Linked DNA regions of Astyanax mexicanus: region 2 is linked to region 1. A link is a contact called in public Hi-C data. All regions are on one chromosome and are shown on one strand. The core of a region is the stretch at or near the end of the contact, and the rest is flanking DNA. Distances in the headings are between cores, read along the strand shown.

Evidence for each region. Hi-C and Micro-C count contacts between places; a contact is called where the count stands out from the background.
Region 2: a contact with region 1 is called in a Hi-C map of muscle, with 5 times the contacts expected there. The contact joins the promoter of asap1a here to the enhancer-like site in region 1. A contact is called at or near these places in 2 of 3 Hi-C or Micro-C datasets (both in muscle).

Annotation. Positions count from the first base shown.
Region 1 is chr8:43,463,813-43,469,752 of AstMex3_surface, reverse strand. All of the region lies in intron 4 of asap1a (ArfGAP with SH3 domain, ankyrin repeat and PH domain 1a), which reads left to right. Among protein-coding and RNA genes, the nearest start is that of LOC125803797, 34 kb to the left of the region's middle. Within about 2 kb of position 4,607, the one cell type or tissue checked has an H3K27ac peak away from gene starts, as active enhancers do.
Region 2 is chr8:43,542,364-43,548,181 of AstMex3_surface, reverse strand. It overlaps asap1a (ArfGAP with SH3 domain, ankyrin repeat and PH domain 1a), which reads left to right and starts at 4,062. Exons shown (of 30, transcript XM_022678005.2): 1 at 4,062-4,253; 2 at 4,479-4,566. The coding sequence starts at 4,508.

The DNA.
Region 1 (5,940 bases), core at 3,358-5,857:
ATGATCACCACCTCACCTTATTCTCAACTCCACAACTCATCCCAAAATCTCCAAAGCTCAGTGCATGGGGATCTTTATACCCCTTTAGCCCACGGCATGCAATCAGCATGGTGTCAATAAGCTCATGTTTATCTGCTCCAGAGAGTTTGATTCTAATGGCAATAACTGACATATAGTGACCACACAGGCCTGGAGCATTGGGCAGCCGTTCTGCAGAACCCTGGGAGCAGAGAGGGTTGAGGGGCTTTCTTGGTGGGCTTGCAGAAACCAAAACTGGCTAAATATATATATATATATATATATATATATATATATATATATATATATATATATATATATATATATCTTTAATTGCATATAGTAGTGTAGTGTAGAGTTTTGTCAGTTAATTAAAACAATTAATCAGGTTAATCACTTTAAGAATTAAGATTTATTAGCAGATATTTAAATGGAAGTACAAGAATCAATGATAGATTGACAATGACATTTATTGACACATTGGTGTCATTTACTGTATTAATCACAGTAATTGTCTGTGATTAGTCAAATTAAATTTTATTGCTAATATTTTCCCTGTAATTATGGGAGGAAGATAATAATTATTGTGTAATCGTCAGTTTTACACTAAACACAGACGTAATCCATCAATTACAGATAAGAGGCAGATGACGAACACATGACGCCTTCATTCAGACACTCACAAAGACTAGAGCAATTTTGATTATTTTGTGTTAAATAAAGACCTTAGGACCCTATCTAACAACCTGTGCAAGGTGCATCGCAATGCTTATTGCTATGTTACACCTCACCAACAGTATATTTTCACGCCTTGCACCTGCATCATTTAAATAGCAACAATGCTAATATCTTGGCATGGGAAAACACAGGAGCACCGCTGACTAATTACCCTGTCATGCTGCAAATCAAGCTGCACGGTTGGTGGTTAGCCTAAAGATCACTAAAATAGGGCTCTTTAAAGTTTCCAGATTGATCATATGAACTTAAAACAATATAACCTTATAGGTTTTTATCTTCGCCAACAGGTTAAATTAAGCAAATGAACACATATAGATGACATACTGATATATTCATACGACAAATTGCAGATTACTTGACTGAAAACAATATGAGCGCACATCCCAAAAGCATAAATGTTGTCTGATTTTGAGCATCATTGCAGATAGCTGTGCACTAGTATGACATGATATTGTATCTTGTAGGAATTTCAAGAATTCCAAATACCAAATAGCGATGCCAATGCCAAACATTCCCCTTTGACATGGGACTGACTTGGAAACAGCTGACTGTTGACTGAATTATCCGACACGGTCCAGACCTTCGAGTCAAGGTCAGCTGCATATGTTTACTGGTATCACAGAGAGAAAGACTGGGACATGATGTTCTAAATATAGAAGCTGCTTAAGCAGCTGAACTGCACTCGTCTAATTCTGTGTTGCTTCTAGGATTATTTGGTGTAAAGCTGTTGAACCCACCCAGTGATTCTTCATCAAGTGTCCTCTCCCAGTCCCAGTCCTGCACCTGCAGCGTAGATCAGCCCTCTGCTGGTCACTGTGGGGAAGAGACGGCCTTCACTTTCAGGGGCTTGAGCCCTCCTCCTCCTTCTCCCACAGAAGACGAATGACCTAATCATGTGGTTTTGCCAAGGGCTGGGCTCACACTGAGCAGTGAGGATCATTCCCAGATGAGCCTGGCATTCCACAGACGGAGTGCTACACACGGCCTGCCCGACACATCTGTCCTGCTGGAAACTTGCAGCCTTCCTTAGACAACTCCCTGTTCTGCCTTCCAGCCTAACAGTGCACCATGCAGTCGTGTGTTCTTGTGTTCTTGTGCTGCTGGTAAAGATCTAGAGCTTTTCTCCAGGTTGTTTCTCCAGGGATGTGTGATCTCTATGCAGGTGTTTGGGAGCTTATTGTCAGAATCTCCACCCAAGTCATGTTTCATGTTTCATGAATCATGTATCATGAATCATAGGGGTGTAAACAGCCTTTGACCACACGTTGATTTGATTTGATTGCAGTACTTGAGGGAGTGATTTAATGCATTGCAAAGCATTTCTGTGATTTAGTTATTTTGGTATGATTTAGAATTCAAATAAATATTTAAAATGACTTTCTGCTTGATTGCAAATATTGCTCCTAAATCTCAATGAAAATAAAAGAGGCTTGTCGATAAGCAACAAGTGTCAGTTTGAGGGAAATACAGGAACAACACTATGTCAGTACCTGATCAGAAAGAGTTGAAGCAAGAATTGTAAGCTATTGTAAAACTTTTTTATAGCTTTGTTCATCTTGTTTTAATGTTTTAATGAACAAAAACGTACAATTTTCCATCTCAGTAATGAAGTGATTGACAGCCTTGACTGGAAGATACTATGTACAGCACCTTTCTGTTCATTTTATGAAATAGTAGTGTAACTTACATAAACTGTATTTTTACAGGAAAAACTGGGTATCCACTTTGCTTCTAGTTCTTTAGTCTGCACTGTAAACTCAATGAAGGCAGTCTGAGTCACTCTTGAGCCCAATCCCATGTCTAATGTGTACCAATACCTCTTACACTTGGTTACCACAAGTGTAATCCTTCCTCTCAAGCTCTTTTCCTAAGGGGAAGGAAGGAGTGAAATCCTTGCTCTAAGAAATGGGACAACCCTTAAAGAACCTGTAGGTGATCCTGTCAGGCTGATGTGGTAGAAGTGGAGTGCTAAAGTTCAGCAAAACTAGCTAAATAAGTTAAGTAAATCTAAGATATTAAACAAAACTGTAATTAAAGAAAAACTTTCTTTTAAAGTCAATCGAGCGCTGGATGTTAATCTAGACAGATTTCTCTCCTAAAAACTGTTTATCTGGGTGAGTAAAGTGCTTCCATTTAGTGCTTTCCATCCCTAAGGCTGAAGCATTAGCATTAGCGGCTAATGCTGCCCCACAGCATTACACTGAGGAACCCTGAGTGCTCCGGTAAGCCTGAGAGATATTAACTAGTGGTTTGTCCCACTTAGCTTGTTTTAACACAGTAACATTCAGACTACAGTCTGATATACTTACCTATGAACAAAGAAAGAGTTAGCGCAGTTAGCGGGTAATGCTAATGCTACTCCAGCAGTGCTAGTCAGGGTTAGGAGCAGGGTACAAGCCGATAATACTCACCTCTGAACGCGTAAATAGTGGTTAGCGGCTATTGCTAATGCTACTTCTACCCCGGTGCTGGAGAACTAAACTGAAACTCCTGTATAAAGCTGTACTTCAGTAGAGTGGCTTTACTGCTCCTTAATACCTGACTGGTAACATACATACATAAGGCACACCAGATTATTTTGGGGAAAATTAAAGCATTTTAAGTGCTTTAGTAGGCTTTGGTTTGTGGGGGGGTGGTGCTGAATTTTGAATAGCATATTCCAGTTTAGTTTCATTTAACTCAAATCCAGCAGAAGAAATATAAAATTTATGCAATGTCCAGGGTTCAGACGGTCATGAAAAACCTGGAAAAGTCATGGAATTTGAAAATAGCAATTTCCAGGCCTGGATAAGTTTTGGAAAAATAAGAATACTCAGAAAGTTTTGGAAAAGTCATGGAAATGTGGTCTACAAATCTTTGTGTTTCAGTTTATCTATGGAGAAAATCTATTTTGAGCTACAAATACATACAGAGTGAATTCAGTAATTTAGCCCTACACAATGGAGATCTCAGGATCTGACACATTATTTATTAATAAAGATTGTCTGTCAACATTTTATCTGATTCATTTTAGGCCTACTATGATCAGTTTTAATTAAAGTTTTAGTTGATTTTTTTTTATTTGCCTTGAAGGCAAATTTATTGGTTAAAAAGTGTATGAGCCCTGAATGTCTCAACTGAAGGACCAACATTGCTATTTATTTATTTGTCAGACATTACCAAACATTAATAGGATCAGTAGTAGAGTGAGCATCACACTAAACTCTCTCTCTTTATCCTTATCTACCAGTTGATGAATGTGGTCTTACGACTAAAAGGTGCTGTTTATTACTAAAAGTTCATAAACATAGAATAAATTGGCATTATTAAATGCACAAATGTGATTACATAAACTATTTGTAGTATTTAGATGTAGAAGTAACTAATACTAAAAAAGTGGAACAAATTAAGAACAAGATATTGTCGCTGTCCAATGAAAAACATGCATCTCCAAGACAGCAACTTTACAGGAGGGAGATAAAACCTTCTTTACTTTTAGTGGATCAATGTAAAAAGTGATCATTTCAGGTCACTTTGGAAAATTTTAAGAAATTGTACAGTGCACAATGTAGGGACAAGTTTGTGTGTTCAAATTATAAAGTAAACTAAAAATCATCAAAAATAGGAATACGTGTTTTTCATTGGACAACAACAATATGCTTCAATGCTACATCATTGCAGGGGCTTTTCAGAGAGTACTCTCTGTCCCTTTAATACCCCCTCCCCCTCCTAACCTGGAGCTGAGTGTTAACGTCAGCGTGGACTTTAATGTGCTGGGCTTTGCTGGTTTAATGGACTTCCTGTGGGCTGACACTCGTGCAGGAAGCTGTCCTCGTTCAGGGATTATCCAGGAATCCTGGAATGCTCTGTGGAGTTCTGCCCCTGCCCTGGCTGTGCATGCTGGGATTGTGCTAGAAGTCGATTGGTCTGCAGCTGTGTGTTCCTCTCATTCTCGGGGTGCTTTCACCATGCTGAGAGCTGCTGTTTGCCTTGCACTGGTTGGCTTGAAGGGAATGAGATAAATAGATTTCTATATAGTTTAACCAACTGTTAAAGGTTAAAGGGCATAACATCACCTATAATTCTATTAAAAAATCATACAAATGTTTTCATAATTTTACGTAAATCAACAACAAATTCCGGATTTTTTTTTTTTTTTTGGTGCTGCTATTTATGAATGAAAAAAAACATTTGGGAAAATAAACACTGCAATCCAACATAACTTTATCCCATAGACTGTGTATAGCTGGACAGAGCATCATCTCTCAAACGTGAAGCCACCACAGGTCGGGCGCCCCCTGCTGTTCGGTTTCAGAAAGCTGTGTAACCCCACCCATTACCATAGGTTTCAATGGCAGAACAGACAACTTTCAATCACGTTTTTTTCTAATATAATGTAATTCTACCTCCACTATTAAATGCAACAGCTAGTGTAACCTCTGCTTATATTGTACATTTTTATATCCCCACAGAATTTGTTTTTTAAAACGTTATTCAGCTCTATTCAAAAAGATGTGGTTATTGTAAAAGGGCTGATTATGGGCGGGACCAATAACAGACCGTCAGCTCCGCTCAGCAGCCTGTGACCGTGAGGCAGCCCTCAGGGGCGGGGTTATTTAAATGAGTAGGCTGTCTCTCCACAGTCTTTCTCCCTCTACTGCCCAGACTCGGGTTTCAGAATCGCCAACATGGCGGAACATTTTGGCTTCATTTTCATTAAATGAATGGGAACGGCGACACAGCGTCCATCTTTTTTACAGTCTCTGCCTTATCCCATCTGTAAAACATGGTGGTGGTAGTATTATGGTTTGGGCCTGTTTTGCTACATCTGGCCCAGGACAGGACAGCTTGCCACCATTGTTGGAATAATGAATTCTGACGGAAAATTCAGTATCAGGACATCAGTCCCTGAGCTAAAGCTCAAGAGAAATTGGGTCATGTAGCAAGATTGGACAGGCGGCATTCTACCAAAGAATCATTAAAGAGAAATAAAATTAATGTTTTTAAAATGGCCAAGTCAAAGTCCTGACCTTAATCCAGGCAAAATGCTGTGGAAAAAGCTAAAGCAAAAGTTAATGTGAGGAAATCTGACCAGATAACAGAGTTGAAGCTGTTTAGTATGGAGGAATGGGCTACAGGTCCTTTATGGCTGTATGAAGGACTGATCCCCAGATACTGAAAACGTTTAGTTGCTGTTACACCAGA
Region 2 (5,818 bases), core at 2,813-5,312, 79 kb before region 1:
TATATATATATATATATATATATATATATATATATATATTACTATAACTAACACCACTGCTAAACAAATCCAGCTCAACACCAGCTGGTCTACCAGATAAAAACATACTGGAAGGCTAGCTCATTAACTAGGTCCTGACCAACATAGGGTATGCATGCTTTGGATGACAAGCTGGATTTGTTTGCAGGGTCCAAACTTATTTGCTTCACTGTTTAGAGCAAAATTGGTCATTCCTTCCGCGAATCACATGACTTGAATTCTCTTTTATTTGAAGTAAAAGTGTTTATAGCAGTTGGTTTGTTTTGCAGAAGTCTGAAGGCATGGTTCCTGAGCACACAGATTTGCCAGCATGATGCTTAATTATGTTTTATGCTGTGTTTTATAAAACCTTTGTGTGTGTGTTTTATCAATTACTTAACTCCTGTGTGATGTTCATATTTTTGTTACTCGTTTACTTCAGTAAAATTAAGCAATTCTACATTAAAATGCTTAACACATGCTTGCTTCACCTAAATTGCAAGCAATATAAACAGCTTACATGGTTAATATTTGCCCTTTACCTTTCTTATGTTACATTTCTTTTAAAAAGTGCTACTCTTTTTTTATTAGTTTTTTAATAAAATGTAAAAGAAAATGAATTAAACTCAAGATATGACTAGAAAATTTGTTTAATTTCAAATTTACAAATGAAGCAATGTTTATTAGCCCTTGGGCAAACATACTGTATGTAATATAAAAGTGTGTTGGGGGGGTGGGGGTGCTGTACAGTGTGTGTTTATTGAAAATGTGTTTTGATATATGTTTTTCACAAAACATGAGCCAATGCCAATGAGTTTGAGTTAGAAAAAATAAAAAACAAAAATAGAAAACGGGTCCCACAGACCCGAACACCACACAATGGTTAAACTGTGTTTTTTGAGACTAGGGATGTATTTCTTTTATGACATCAACCTGTCCAAAGACTGCAGATTAAAATTAGACATTTGTATGGTCCCAGCTGGCATTTTAACGTTGAATAAACCTTGAATCAACATAGATGTTATGGTTGAATGTTAAATCAACTGTTGATTTTGAAAAGCGAATCAGCGTTGATACAGCAACATTGTTTTAACATCATATGTTCAACCTTTAATAAACTGTAGCTCACTAAGATGAGAAAATCATCTGATTAACAAAGTGTTAAAAATAAACTTACATAACTGCAGTAAATCTGAGTATAAAGAGAGTTACCCACCACTACCAATCAGATTCAACATCAGATCTCAAAAACACTAAAACAAATAGAACAATGTTAAATTAAAAAGCTACTACTGCAAATAGAAGTAAACACTTTTTTATTTTTTAGAAATTATATGGTGATAAAATGTAATATGCTGCTTCAAAAGGCAGAAGGTTGAGGACATTTTAAAATAAAATTTCAACATTAGCACAACCATTGAACATTAAATGTTGATTCAAAGTTAAAATTTCAACGCTGAAACAACAACAGACATTACTTTAGTCATATTTCAACCACATTTCAACATTGAAGGTCGGTTGTGTGCCAGCTGGGGTGGCAGAGACATTCAAACAAATTAACATTCCAGAAAACAAAATTAATTTATAAATATAAACTGTTTTTAAGCAAAAACAATTACATTGTCATGCGGGCCAAACCAAGGACAGACACTCGCAGACACCAGTCAAACAATTTATTATCAAAGTGGTTAAACTTACAGGGGTAACCAGAGACAGGCAGGGTGAGTATCATAATGGCAGCATTAATAAACAACATACCAGAGTGTAGAGGGCAAAAAAGAAAAATATTGTAAAAAAACGATACAGAGGGCGAGGCAGAGAGTAGTCAAAAAACACAAAATGGGTCGTTAAAAAAGGAACCGCATCTTAAAAGAGCTAAAAAAACTAGATCTAATACTTGACAAGAAGCTAGTTAGCGAGTTGCTATCAAAAGCTCGGAGAGTGTGAATGTCTTAGCGACATAATTACTTTCAATCCAGTGTTGCATGAATTTTTCACCAAGATCTTGCAGCATTGATGATGGTAGAGTCTGATCACTGCACAAAGTCTTCTCCAGCACATCCCAAAGATTCTCAATGAGGTTAAGATCCGGACTCTGTGGTGAACTCTCAATCCATGTGTGAAAATGATGATCTCATGCTCCCTGAATCACTCTTTCACAATTCCAGCACCATGAATCCTGACATTGTTCATCTTGGAATATGGCTGTGTCATCAGGGAAGAAAAAATCCATTGATGGAATAACCTGGTCTATATTCAGTATATTCAGGTAGTCAGCTGACCTCATTCTTTCAGCACATACTGTTGCTGAACCTAAACCTGCAGACCAACTGCATTAACCTCAGATCATTTACTTAGTTAAATCCAGGTGGTGACTTTTCTTTCTCCAGGCAGTGTATAATACATCACAGAGGAAATCTGACAAAAACTTCATGAAAAGTTTGTAGTGTTTAGCCCTATCCGGACGGGATTAGTTTCTCAGGGGGACATCTGTGAAAAATATTTCACACTTTTACTCAGTAATAAAACTCCTTGCAATTGAAAAAACAGGAGCACCAGTGAGTTTTTTTGGCTTTCTCAGTCACATGACATCATGTTTATGTCCACTCGCTGCTGGGTTACATGGATCATCGTGGAAACGCGAGCCTAAAGTGTAATTATAATGACTGGCAGATGGACAAATAGCTATTTTATTAAATGCGAGGTGACGAAACTTAGAGATGTCAGTCCGGATGGGACTAAAATTACCGGAGGGTCGTCTTCAAACTTCCGAAGTTCAGTCATGTGACTCCTTTGCTGCGTTCCCTCCACTGGCTTCCTGTTGCCGCCCGCATCCGATTCAAAACCCTAACTCTAGCCTACAAGGCAAAAAACAAACCAGCTCTTCATACTTAATGGAAATGGTCAAAGCCAGATCTGCACCAATAGCTCTTAGAGCTTCCAGTATGGCTCGGCTCGAACCACCATCTCTCAAAACACACAGAAAACAGATGTCCAGACTCTTCTCTGTGCTGCAGCACCAAGGTGGTGGAACGAACTTCCACTGGTTGTCAGAACAGCAGTCACTCGCAGTCTTCAAACATTGACTAAAGACACATCTTTTTAAAGAGTTCCTAAACTAATAAAAAAAAGAAAGAAAAAGGGTCCTAGGGTTCTAAACATGATCAAGCTCTGTGTATCTCTTGATCCTAGTCTACAAACTAGCTTTGGATATTTGAAGTAACATCGAAGCACTGTTGATAATCGCTCTGGATAAGGGCGTCTGCTAAATACCTTAAATGTAAATGTCACGGAGTTCAGTGAAAAATAGGTAGATAACTTAGCCTGTAATTTTCTCGGAGGATGAGAAAAACATGTACATGGTCGTTCTTGATGGGAATAAAATTACAGAGGACCCCCTATAAAAGAGAAAATTACCCCAGGACCCACTGAGAAACTAATCCTGTCTGGATAGTTTATGTTTATTTGTTTTATTTTTTTAAGATTTGTTTATTGCTTTTGTAATTGTGTTTTCTTGAATATAATTTTATTTCGTTTGTATTGTTACTTTCTGAAATGTTCTTTTGTTTTGCACATTTTAGGGCACAGTACGTTTTGATAAATCTGTCACATTTACATTATGAAATAATGATGTTAATTAATGTCCTTTAATTTAATCGAATCAAATCTAATCAAATTCACCCATTAAACCACAATGATGTCCCACCCTGTTGTGCTGAGACTGTGAGCTGGCCTGTGTTTGTTTGTACTCCACAGTTACAGTCTCTCAGTAAAGTTCTGGATGAGGGGTGATGGTGAGAGTGTGAGGAGATAGTAGTGCTGAGGCTGAATCTGATTATCTGATGATCTGAACACTCGGATGAGTTCGTATCTTCAGCAGGATGACTGTTTGTAGCGGTTAGCTTCCAGTCCGGATCTGTGTGTCAGCGGGAAAAACTCCCCCACCTCCCTCTCCCTCCTCTCCCCTCCTCTCGAGCCCCACATGGCTGCTCCTCCTCGCTTCCTGTCCGCGCGCTGCTGATCGCCTCTCCTCCTCCAGATGGGGCAGATCAATGGCACATTCCAGCAGCGCTAGCGGCGGAGGCGCGCGCTGGGTCCTGTGGAGCTGCAGGGTTTCCGTGCTGGACTGAAGGACTGAGCAACATGAAGTGAACATGGTGGCGCTGGGAGATCAGGAGCTCATCGCACAGTTCTGTACACGGTTCTTTCTGAGAGCAGTCCGGGGATCTGCAGCGGTGAGCGGGGGATCTGAGATCCTACATTAACCGTGTAGTTCTGGAGTAAATCAGGAGATAAAGTTCCCCAGTGGAGGGGCTGCTTCAGTCCTGCAGTGTGTTTCAGTGATTTGTGTGTGCGGTTAATGAGCTGCTCTGTATCTGATACAGAACTATAGTTTTGTGTTTCTGTTTCTGCTGGATGGAGCTCGTTTTCTGCTTCATTTCTGATGGTTTGTTTTTTAGGTGTTTTTAATCAGGTGACCCTTACAGTCATGAGGGCCTCATCCTCGCGCTTATCCAGCTTTTCCTCCAGAGACTCCCTGTGGAGCCGGTGAGTGAGATACTCCTCAGATCACACTGAAACCGACTCATCTGTTTTACTAAACTAGCAGAAAAGTACTGGAATCTGTTGGATTAGCAACATCCGGACTGCTGTGAAAAGTTAACTACTCGCTATTTATTAACTTATTGAGCACACCCGCGCCAAGCCGTTGTTTTGGGCGTTGAAAAAGAGGATAAAATACAGTTTTAATGAGAAAAAGTTGTTGCATTTGAGATGTAACTCAATAAATAATTAGTTATTAATGTGTTATAACGGTTTATGTTACATACATATATTTTGTGTGCTAATCATGTGACAGTACATATTGATTGATATGTCCATTACTAATGAGGAAAGTAAATATAGGTTTATTTATATTTTTTAATTAAATTTAATTAAAAATATTATATTCGGTTATTTTATTTATCATATTTGTTATAATTTTTAACCGTTTTTAAATATTATAATATTATAAATATAATATTTATTGTTTATTTTTTTTTATTTAATTAAGTAAACATTATTAAGCTTTAGATATTTTTAATCATTTATTATATTATTGTTATATATTTAATGAAATATTCTCTTTAACAGTTTATATATTTCATGTAGTAAAAAATAAATATATTTATTTAGTATACTTTAATTTTTTATATAGTATAGAGATAGAAACATACATAATTCTAAATCTTGAGATGTTCTTTGTTTGGACTGTGTAGCTTTTACAGATATAAAATGCATATAGAGTAAAATTAAATCTTTGAAGAACATTGGCAAACTTTTTTCTCCTTTTCTCCAGAGAGCACCATGCGATATCATACTCGTGACCGAATCGATTCATTTCAACATGTTGAACCTGCTGAACCGAGTCACACACTCAAATGAATCAGACTTATTTGCAGCATGTCAACACTGTTTACTCTCAAGATTTAGCATGAACATATAACACATTTAAAATAGCATAACTGAATTAAAAAAATAGGCTGCCTCTGCCTTATGGTTGTGCTTGCACAAGACTGCATTAGTGATTAGAGTCTATGAACACAATTGATCCGTATAGATCCATGCAGATGAAACAGAGACGAGAATCAATGGTTTTGATAAATTATTGTGCACCACACTTAAACTCACTCAATATTTAAAATTCAATATTTTAACATAGATTTATTTACTTGATTGTAAAAAAATATATATATTTATTTTCTTTTGCAACATGTACTGGTATATTACAAGTAACACTTTACAGTAAGGGTCAGAAAAA